3 separate regions of the Mus musculus genome follow, and regions 2 and 3 are each linked to region 1. Evidence: chromatin contacts called from public HiCAR-type and capture Hi-C data. All regions are on one chromosome and are shown on one strand. The core of a region is the stretch at or near the end of the contact, and the rest is flanking DNA. Distances in the headings are between cores, read along the strand shown. Region 1 has its middle 28 kb from the start of 4930413E20Rik. Region 2 has its middle 7.3 kb from the start of Gm30692. Region 3 has its middle 23 kb from the start of Gm30633.

Region 1 (3,186 bases), core at 207-2,706:
TTAGGCATAGATTAGAAGCAGACAGCTTTATTAAGAAAAGTAAAGGAACCCCAAGAATGGAAGCAGGCCAGTGAGCTGAGGAAGGAGCTCCCAAAGCACCTGGCCCCCTGGAGCACGCTCTTTTATCTTACCTCCTCCAGACAGTAGTTCTTGGGTTTTGTCTCACACATGCTCTATTTGTTAGGTGGGGCTGAGAAAGGGTTTCCAGTCCTCTGAAAACTGCTTCTCTCACACGTTAATCTTGAAGAATTTTTAGTTCCAGCTCTTCTATCTTAAACCCGTGATGTTAGCGTTCTTTCTAAGCTCCGCCCCACAGTTACCAGGCAACTTCCAGGTAGGCCTGACCCCCACTGTAAAAAGGTTTGCTTGGCCCCTCCTTGCTCTCTTGGTCTCCTGTTCCTCTTTTGCTCTCTCCCTGCTTCTCTTCTCCCTCTCCCCGTGGTCATGGCCTGCCTCTACTTCTCTACCCTCTCCCTCTCTCTGCCTTTCTCTGTCTCTGCTACCCTCTTAACTCCCCTCCCATGCCCTGAATAAACTCTATTCTATACTATCCATCGTGTGGCTGGTTCCTCAGGGGGAAGGGATGCCTTGGCATGGGCCCACTGAGGCACCCCCTTCCCTCATACCTCACCTCACCCCTATAGAATATATTCTTATATCTCCTAACACTTTATCTTTTTACAAACATATTACGGGATGTCACAGCTATCAAGAAAAATCGGTACCGCTTGGCAAAATTCAGCCCATAAAGTCTACCAGATTCTGAATTTATTGTTATTAAAATGCACTGTGAGAAAGCAGCAAGGCATGAACATGTCTGTCTATGCGTCTGAGGTCCAGTATGTATGACATAAACATTTAATTTTTCTCCAAGAAGTCACTTAAATGGCTGTGGAGAAAACATGAACAACACCCAGCCAAATGTAGTCCAGTAGCCAAGTCACTAGGTTTCAAGTAGAACAAGGACTTCCTGTGGACTATAATGCTATCATAACCTATACTTCAAGATGTTGGGATCTAGAAAGTTTGGGTGTTGCAGAGGCAAATCCTTTGGTTTCAAGACTTTCTTCGGTGGTGGTGGTGGAGGGGCAAAAAGAGTGGAGCGCTTGTGTGTTAATCAGAGCAGCCCCTATAGTTCCACAAGGTCCTGCAGGCTAATGAAGGCCTGAGAAATTTGTGTGTGAAGGTAAATCTTTGCAAACAGACTTGTATACAAAACCTTTGGTAATCCAAAGAAAGGCAAGGCATACCTGCAGAAGGCGGAGATTTGCATTTTATATAATAGACTAGGGGCTGCTTCTTCACTTTGAAGTGTGTTCCCTTTTGGCTTCCTGAAAGTTCCTTTGCATTAACAATTTGTACGATTTTTGGTTCTGATGAACGACATTGTTTCCCCGTACTCTGATTAACACATGAATGCCAGCCCTAGGCCCCAGGGAATGCAAAGCAGACACATTTGCAATTGAATATCCACTTAACATTTGGGCTGAAGTTTGAAGTCTCAATCAGTTTCCCCATCCACCACTGCTCCCCTGGGACCCTTGCCCAGATGTGAGTCTCTTGGGATGTAAATGGCTCGTCTTGAGTTTTATGCAATATTCATTGAAGTGATGGGAGATGGTGAGGTCTAACTGCCAACTGAAACACCCGAGGGTATAAACATTTTGCTCCCACTCTACTGTGACTTGTCTGCATTCAGCTCTTAAACTTCCACTTTTATTAAAATGTGCATGCTGAGAAATCACCTAACATTGCCAAATTTATAAAGCAAGTGCACACGTGCGCATACACACACGCGCGCGCGCACGCACACACACACACACACACACACACACACACACACACACACACACACACACACAGAGGAATATCACTCTTCCAAAAGCCTTTTCCACTTTCCTCAAATAAAACCTCTGAGAATATTTCCCCCTATTCGCACCTTCAGAGTGATAAACAATGTGCTTGGCCCCTCCCATCTCTTGCTCTCGAGGTGATAGTCTCTCAGAGTCACCCATTGTCCTGGTTCACCTTCCCAAGGTGTGGGCTGGCGACAGGAGAACACCCAATGGAATTATCAGAATACAGAAATGAATCAGCCAATTATGGCAAATAGTAGACATACAGACAAATTATTAAAGATTGGAGGTGGACTATTGAGTTGGGGGTAGTTTGGGGGTTCCATGGGGGCTATTAATCCCAGTAATAAAAGAATTTAGAAATGGAGTCAAATGAAAACTTCAGGGTAATTTTATTAGAGTTTTAATACAAAAACATAGTGCAGGTTAGCTGAAAAATCTCGGCAGCTGCTATAGGAGAGATGGGGAAAACACCATTCCCTTTTCAGTGAGGCATGGGCTAGAAGTAGACAGCTTATTAAGAAAGGAAAAGGAACTCCCAAGAATAAAAGGGGGGGGGGGGGCGGTCTGGTGAGCGGAGGAAAGAGCGCAGAGCACCTAGCCCCTGGGTATGGTCATTCAGAGTCCTCCTCTGCTTTGCATTCTTGGGCTGGTTGTGCGCAGACTCTAGGCTAAGCAAGGGCTTCCAGTGTTCCTCTGAGAATTGGCGACTGCTGTTCACATGTGACTCTCGATGTGGCATTTCTATCACGGGTGCTGTTGTTTCCAGGAACTTTTGTTCAGTTTCTGCCTTCTGAATTTCACCATTTTCTACCTCTTGCCTAACTAGACAGCCGGGGTCGGGAAGGATGGGGGGTCGGGGTGAGAGGGTGGGAAGCTAGTGTCCAGTGTTTCCACCTCTTGGCTTCTTTCATATGTTAATCTTGACACCTCTCTCTTCCTCTTGCTCGGGCACTGCAGAGGGCTACAGCTAACTGAAGTAACCGGCGGGGTGGGAGGGGTAAATAATTGCCCCAGCTGTGTTAAAGATTTTACAAGGCTAAAAGAGTGAGCTTCATGATTACGGTCAAATTAGACTGTTTTTAATCCCCTTGAAAGCCACTCTTTGCCCACCTTTGTGCCTGAGCTAACTTTGTTGTGACTACCAAAATCTTTAAGGTGTAGTCTTAGACAATCACTGATTTCCACTGATCCCAAACTAAGTATGTCATCAGCTAACGTCTGAAATCTTAAGTCGAGAAGTTTGCTTTTCTTCTAGGCTCCACCCAATAGTTACCTAGCAACAGCCAGGTAGGAGCCTGGCTTGTAATAAAGTCCTCCGTCCCTCCGT
Region 2 (3,186 bases), core at 186-2,685, 860 kb after region 1:
TGCAGAATAGAGCATCAACATGCCCCTAACACATGACTAGGAAAAGTCAATATACATTTCTTACCCAAAACCTGGAGTACGAAGTAACAGAACGGGTCCTATAGGTCAAGAACCAGACCTTTCCCACAGCTGATACCAATACTAACACTACCAGCACTGATGAGTACGTCCCCTACGTGATTCCCGGGGGTGGGGGAGTTATCACTATCAGAGAGGTGTGAGACCCTATCAGCCAGAGAGAGGAGCAGGGGGCTGATGCACAGTCACTATTTATCAATAGAAATAACAGGTTGAGGTTTCATACAGGACCAGGTTCCTATAATGAGAGAGAACTGTCAGTGAATGTGAATCTATGATTGTTAAAATGGCTCCTCATCCTCCATGGGATACAGAAGACAGGGAAAACTGTTAAGTTTCAGTCTACATACTATAGTAAGTATGTCTGTTGTTCCAGTCCACACCGATCTCTTTTCCGTTGATATGATTTGTTTCTTTGTGCGTTTAGCAAAATGGTAAATCCATCTGGATTGTAATCAGACATGTTTCCTCCCTTATATCAACCAGGCAATGACTACCAACCAATGAAAGAGAAAGGAATTTGACATTTGTAAGCACTTACTTCGAATAAGACGGGTCCTAGGTAATTTGCATGTTAGCCCTGTGTAGTCATCATGACACCTTATACGTATCTACGGTGAGTTTCTCTACCACCTTCCTTTCTCTTTGTCCCCTTGAGCTCGCACAGTGTTAGTGGCAACTTATAACTCTCAACAGTATAGGTAATAAACAAAGCAAATCGCCTCCCCGTTCAAGCAACTGTGCTGTGCTGTGGTGCAAGGCTGTGGAGCATCTGGTTCAAACAGCCTCCTGAAGAAAACCATACACCCATCCCATCTGAACCTTCCTTGAGTCTGAGTTGGAGAGATTTGCAGATATTATCAAGGAATCAAACGAAATAGAGATTCACCAAATATCTCATCAGAGAGCATCCTTCCGAGAGAAATGCCCAGAGCTACTCAGATCTGGCCTGAGATTTTGCTAAGGGATGAAACCAAAACAGACAATGTCAAGAGCTCTGACATTCCTTTCGCATGTGTGGGGCTTCTATGTTAACAAGGGAACAACTTTGATCCTCCAGTCAGATAACCAGGAAGTGATCTGGAATTTCTTTAAATATCATTACCATGCTCCCAGCAAAACACAGGGGAGGACATTTTTACTCTGATGAAAAGACTAGGCTTGTCCCTGGGCAGTGTTGAATTCTTCAGCTTCTACTTTGAGTGGGGCAGGATGTCACTGAAGACTGACAAAGAAAGCAAACCTATCTGTATAGATTAGTTTGAGGCTAACTTCGGGAATCTGAACCCTTGGACTGAGCTGTGATGTTTCCATGACAACCAAGACAGACAATGAAGCAAACAGACATGACTCAGGCGTAGTTCCGCAGGTCAGTTCTCAGAAGCCAAATTTGGTCACTGGGAGACCTTTAAAGAATAGACCATCCCTGTCTTGCTAATCACATTCAAAGGGCAAAGTGTTACTCTGGAAGAACACACCCCTTCCCCTTTCAGAAGGCCACCAAGATTCCCTGCTACTAAGTCACGCATGGCTACTCCCCATAAAGGCCTACTGCTTGATCGTACTGTCTGTGGTGACTGACTGGGCTCCGTTCTCTCATGGTGCTAGATGCTAGGTAGTCTCCTGTTTCAGGAGTGGTGTCCCCTGCAGTGACTACAAATGGCAGTGGAGTGAGGGAGAAACAGGATTAGCTCTCCCAGATCTAAAAAGTCCCGGAGGGCCATGAGCAATCTGCCACACTGTAGGCCACTTGCCTGAGCCCTACTCCAAACCTGCTGACACTGCGCAGCTGGGGTGTGCCCTGCTGACTTCCGATGCTGCAGCCTCAAGGGGCACAGCTAGGCTCTAGGACAGATTTGTTGTGTCATTTCTAGCCGTGCCTTCCACAAAAACTTACTTCTCCCAGGCTGCCTCTTTGATGTTTAGAGCCACCCAAGTCTCCTTGTTCTCTCCGTCCACACCGTTGTCCCTCGTCTTGTCTACCTTCCTTCCACACAGCAGCTACAGTGAGTCTGGAGAGTCACGTTGCTGTATTCTACAGACACAATACAAATGCCAGGTACTGAAGCTCAGGCAACAGCTCCCCTCTCATCCCCCAAAGCTACCTTTCTCTCTTTGCTGAGCTTTCTGTCACACACACACACACACACACACACACACACACACACACACAGAGAGAGAGAGAGAGAGAGAGAGAGAGACAGAAAGACAGACAGACAGAGACAGAGAGACAGACAGACACAGAGATAGAGACAGATAGAGACAGAGAGAACTAGATATTTGAGCACAGTAGATTTCACAGGGAGGCAGCGTTTAGACCCGCCCACTGCACAGGTGGAGACTGCCAAAGACAAAGAACAGACAGAAGTTTCACAATTTTTAGAGCCTGTGGAATAACTGAGTAAGCCTTTCAGGGAATGGCAAGCTCCCTCCTGCCTGCACAGGGGCGGCAAGGCAAACGCACCGCTGGTTCCTGAATCATTTCCTGTCAGCTTCCCTCACCTCTGAAGGGCTGGGCGCTCTTGCTTGGGAAAGAGAGCAGGCGCGTCCTGTGTTGTGGGGAAGACCTTTACCCAAGGGCATTTCTCTGGGAAGTGTGGGCATTCTGAGTTAGTGAGGTAGTTTGAAGCCGACAGAGACAGTGTACCCCAGACACTCTGTAAAATCTTCTCCTTGGTGATAAACTGCAATGGTAAAATCTAAATCAGAAATGTATGCACAAGGAATCTAAATCATAAAGACAGACAGCCATTGCGTGCGCGCACACACACACACACACACACACACACACACACACACCGAAACAGCCCCCCCCCCCTTCCAAGTCCCAACATCTTCAAATTTAAGTCAGAGAGAAAGGGCTGGAACAGGAAGAGTGGAAACAGCTTAAGTAGCTACTTGTCGGCTCATTTATTGAGGAATGAGCCTCTGAGATGGGTGATGTCTCTTTCATTATTCCAGTAAGGACCGTGACGTTGAGCGATTAGATGACTAGTCTACTGTGCTCGGAGTGACAGGGCCAGGCTAGCGGCTCAAAGCCCTGATCCCTCAGCCCTGCTCACCCCAGTCTGTGCAGGTACTCTGTTCTCTAGTCAGAGGTTTCCCTTG
Region 3 (3,186 bases), core at 259-2,758, 800 kb after region 1:
AAACCTAATCAATGCATTCTGCAACTGTGCATTGTCCTCTTGGGTTGAAGGCCTGGGGCCACTTCCTTAAGAAGCCCTCACCCTTCCTACCCTTATGGGCCTTCATGCCAAAGCACTACTTTGTTCTCTCACCTACCCCCTCTCTACTTAAATAAAAATATCTCCAGGAGGCACCTCTAAGGGAAGGGCAGCCATGCAATTCCAGACACACAAGCTCTAGGTGAGCAAAGCTTTTACTGCCACTCAAAGTTAGCAGTGCCATCCTTGTTCTGTAATCCTCTGCACTGGCTAGCACTGCACATAGACTTCTGTGAGGTGTAACTACTTGGAACTGGACCTAGGGAAGAAAAGCAAGAGGCAAATACCCTACCCCTGATCCTTTTCTCCCTCCCCACAAAAACAAACCTTCCACATGCTTGAGTTCCTCACGAAGGAGCCTAGAATATGCGCTAACTCTTCCACCTCCAGGGTCATGGTACCTGAAAAAGCATCTCACTTCCTTCCAACCAGGCACTGTCTCTGGTGTATTGGTTTTCAAGTAGCCATACCTGTTATGAAATATAATGTAACAGATCTGGTTGGTGTAAGAGGGTTTATTTGGGGGAAGGGAGGAGGTGAAAACTGGAGAAGGGTTAGAGGCAGATGAGTAGATATGTGGACAGGCAGACAGACAGGAGCAGAGCCTTGAGAGCAGAGTCGGGGGGGGGGGGAACAGAGGACAACAGAAATGGGGAGAGGGAGACTGGCTGGGGACAACAGAGAGAGAGCTAGGGTAGCTAGCAGTCCACATCTGGCTCACTTGGCCTCAGCAGTGGCAGGTGATAAGGTAAGCAATTGCCAGGTCCCCAAGGGCAAGCCAGCAGAATCATGTGTATGCTAACAATACCCCAGAGCCAGTAACAGAAGGCCTGAAAATCGTTTTGTATATTAACTATCATGCAAACATTTGAGAAACTTAAGTGTCCTGGTAGATGCAGAGACATCTTCATTGTCGGGCTCTGTTGTTAATATAATCTGGCGTGTAACTCAGGAAATGTTTCTTAAGCATTTATTATCTGTGTAAGAGGCAAAAATAATTCACTTCTACTCTGAATTCTTAACCAGGACCTTCTGCAACAAAGGACCGATTGAAGTGGGGAAAAATAGAGAAAGAGAGAAGTTTGTCGACAGGATAGCTCACATGTACACAATACAGAAGAGTGGGGAGGGGGAGTATATAGACTAACATGTGAAGGAATCCATGAAAATCTGTGGGCCCTCCCCACCAAGGCTCACATTAACAGCACTCTGGTAGAAAGCCTGCATTGTACAGATCCAGACCAGTCCAGCCCAGCCCAGCCCAGCCCAGCCCAGCTCACCTCAGCCCAGCCCAGCTCACCTCAGCCCAGCCCAGCCCAGCCCAGCCCAGCCCAGCCCAGCCCAGCCCAGCCCAGCCCAGCCCAGCCCAGCCCAGCCCAGTGCAGTGCAGTGTCTGGTTGCTTCTTAACCTCTCCAGCCCAGTTCCTTTGTTTCTCTCACTATCCATATGCTTCAGGTCTAATTCTTGTTTCTGACAAGACCCTGGAAATCCCAGTGGGTGTCCTCCATACCCAATCCTTGCTTGTGACACTAGAAGATGAACAGAAAAAAAGAGAGATTTAAAAGAGGTGGCTTGAGAACCAAGTTTAGATATCTCCAGCTGAAGCCAAAGTGAAAGGAATTTAAGGTATTTAAAGTATTGCTCAAAGGGAGACAACAGGGGAAAGCTCAGAGATTAAGGGTCAGGTTGTTTCCTAGATTGAAACCCTGCACTAAATCCTTCTCCTCTTGTGATTCATAGTTTCTCTAATGCAGAAAAGACTCATTCCTTATATCCTTGAAAAAAGGAACTTCTGCTCTATCTTTTAACTTTCCCTGTCTTTGCTTTTATTAAAACAATCAGTTTTGAGCAGGGGTATGGCTGAATCATATATCGCTTAGCATGTCTAAGGATCTGAATTTAACTCCCAGCCTTCCAAAGCCATCTACCAAATATTCAAGTAGAGAAAGATAACTCAAAATAATTTCAATACACAGGAAAAATGGGTCGATAGGTAGAGCCTGAGTAGTTTCCGATGGGTGAGGGGCCCTGAAAATTCTACAGCCTACCAAGCCACCATGGCCAGTTCCTGTCTCAAGTTTGAAGAGTGAAATTCAAAGACAACAAGAGAACAAGCTTATACAAGAGATTGTTCTAGAACTGAAGAGAGAATATAGCTGTAGTGAGAGTTTGGGTTTCTTTAAAAACACAGTTATGTTACATGACTATGTTTTTGTTTGAATCCCAAGTGTGGGATAAGAAGCGGGGTCATAGAAGGTGATTATGATTTGCCTCATGCACTAGCGGGGGTGTGATATTTGCCAGGGGCAGAGAGTCTAATTCTGGGGATTCTGGAGAAGGTATAAGTGGGAGAGTCCTGAGAGGGGCTAGAGTGACTGCTGCTCCCTCTGCTGCTGTCCTATCTGCTGTCACCCAGCTGCTGCTGCTGGTTTGCTTTTGTATTTGTTATTGCTGGATTGCTGGTTTTCTGGATATTCTGGATATTCTGACTATAAACATTGTACTTTCCCCTAAGGAACCTAGTGTTTCTTATCAGCAGGAAGTAGCTTATAGAAGCCTATGCCCCCTTTCCCCTCTAACCTTCTTTCTCTCCTACCTAGTATTGGGAGGTTAGAAAGGATTGGCGCGGAGAAAGGGGAAGAGAGTTAAAGGTATAAGAACACAATAAAATGGCTTTAAAAATTGCACCAACACAGAGCTGCTATATAGCATGAGTGGTGCTTTAGAAATGGGATACCATTGAAACCAACAGACTAAATAGGAGATAAACACAGACACCCAGTGTATTAACAGACAAATGTGATCTATGTGTACATATGAAATTCAGAGGAAGGCTAGAATGCTAAAATACCTTTATTCACAGAAGAGAAGGAAATGGGTACATGTATAGATTGTTCCTGGAAGGTGGGGGGTGGGGGGGATCTGGAGAGAGAAATTGGCTTGTAAAATGATGTTCTTTGGTGTACTGGTTAGTTTTGTGTCAACTTGATACAGCTGGAGTTATCACAGAGAAAGGAGCTTCAGTTGAGGAAATGCCTCCATGAGATCCAACTGTAAGGCATTTTCTCAATTAGTGATCAAGGGGGAAAGGCCCCTTGTGGATGGGA

What was found. HiCAR-type assays count read pairs that join an accessible place to other places. Capture Hi-C pulls out chosen DNA fragments and counts their contacts.
Region 2: a capture Hi-C map of embryonic stem cells shows a contact between it and region 1, with 5 times the contacts expected there. The contact joins two enhancer-like sites. A contact is called at or near these places in 1 of 484 Hi-C or Micro-C datasets (embryonic stem cells), 4 of 115 datasets of contacts at active chromatin or transcription factors (all in embryonic stem cells) and 1 of 9 other capture datasets (embryonic stem cells).
Region 3: a HiCAR-type map of embryonic stem cells shows a contact between it and region 1, with 19 times the contacts expected there. The contact joins two enhancer-like sites. A contact is called at or near these places in 5 of 115 datasets of contacts at active chromatin or transcription factors (embryonic stem cells, epiblast stem cells and trophoblast stem cells) and 1 of 9 other capture datasets (embryonic stem cells).

Annotation. Positions count from the first base shown.
Region 1 is chr8:23,560,720-23,563,905 of GRCm38.p6, forward strand. No RefSeq gene overlaps it. Among named protein-coding and RNA genes, the nearest start is that of 4930413E20Rik, 28 kb to the left of the region's middle. Within about 2 kb of position 1,457, at least 25 of the 459 cell types and tissues checked have an H3K27ac peak or open chromatin away from gene starts, as enhancers often do. A contact at or near this core is called in embryonic stem cells and epiblast stem cells, where this site is marked.
Region 2 is chr8:24,418,031-24,421,216 of GRCm38.p6, forward strand. No RefSeq gene overlaps it. Among named protein-coding and RNA genes, the nearest start is that of Gm30692, 7.3 kb to the left of the region's middle. Within about 2 kb of position 1,436, at least 147 of the 459 cell types and tissues checked have an H3K27ac peak or open chromatin away from gene starts, as enhancers often do. A contact at or near this core is called in embryonic stem cells, where this site is marked.
Region 3 is chr8:24,357,838-24,361,023 of GRCm38.p6, forward strand. No RefSeq gene overlaps it. Among named protein-coding and RNA genes, the nearest start is that of Gm30633, 23 kb to the right of the region's middle. Within about 2 kb of position 1,509, at least 37 of the 459 cell types and tissues checked have an H3K27ac peak or open chromatin away from gene starts, as enhancers often do. A contact at or near this core is called in embryonic stem cells and epiblast stem cells, where this site is marked.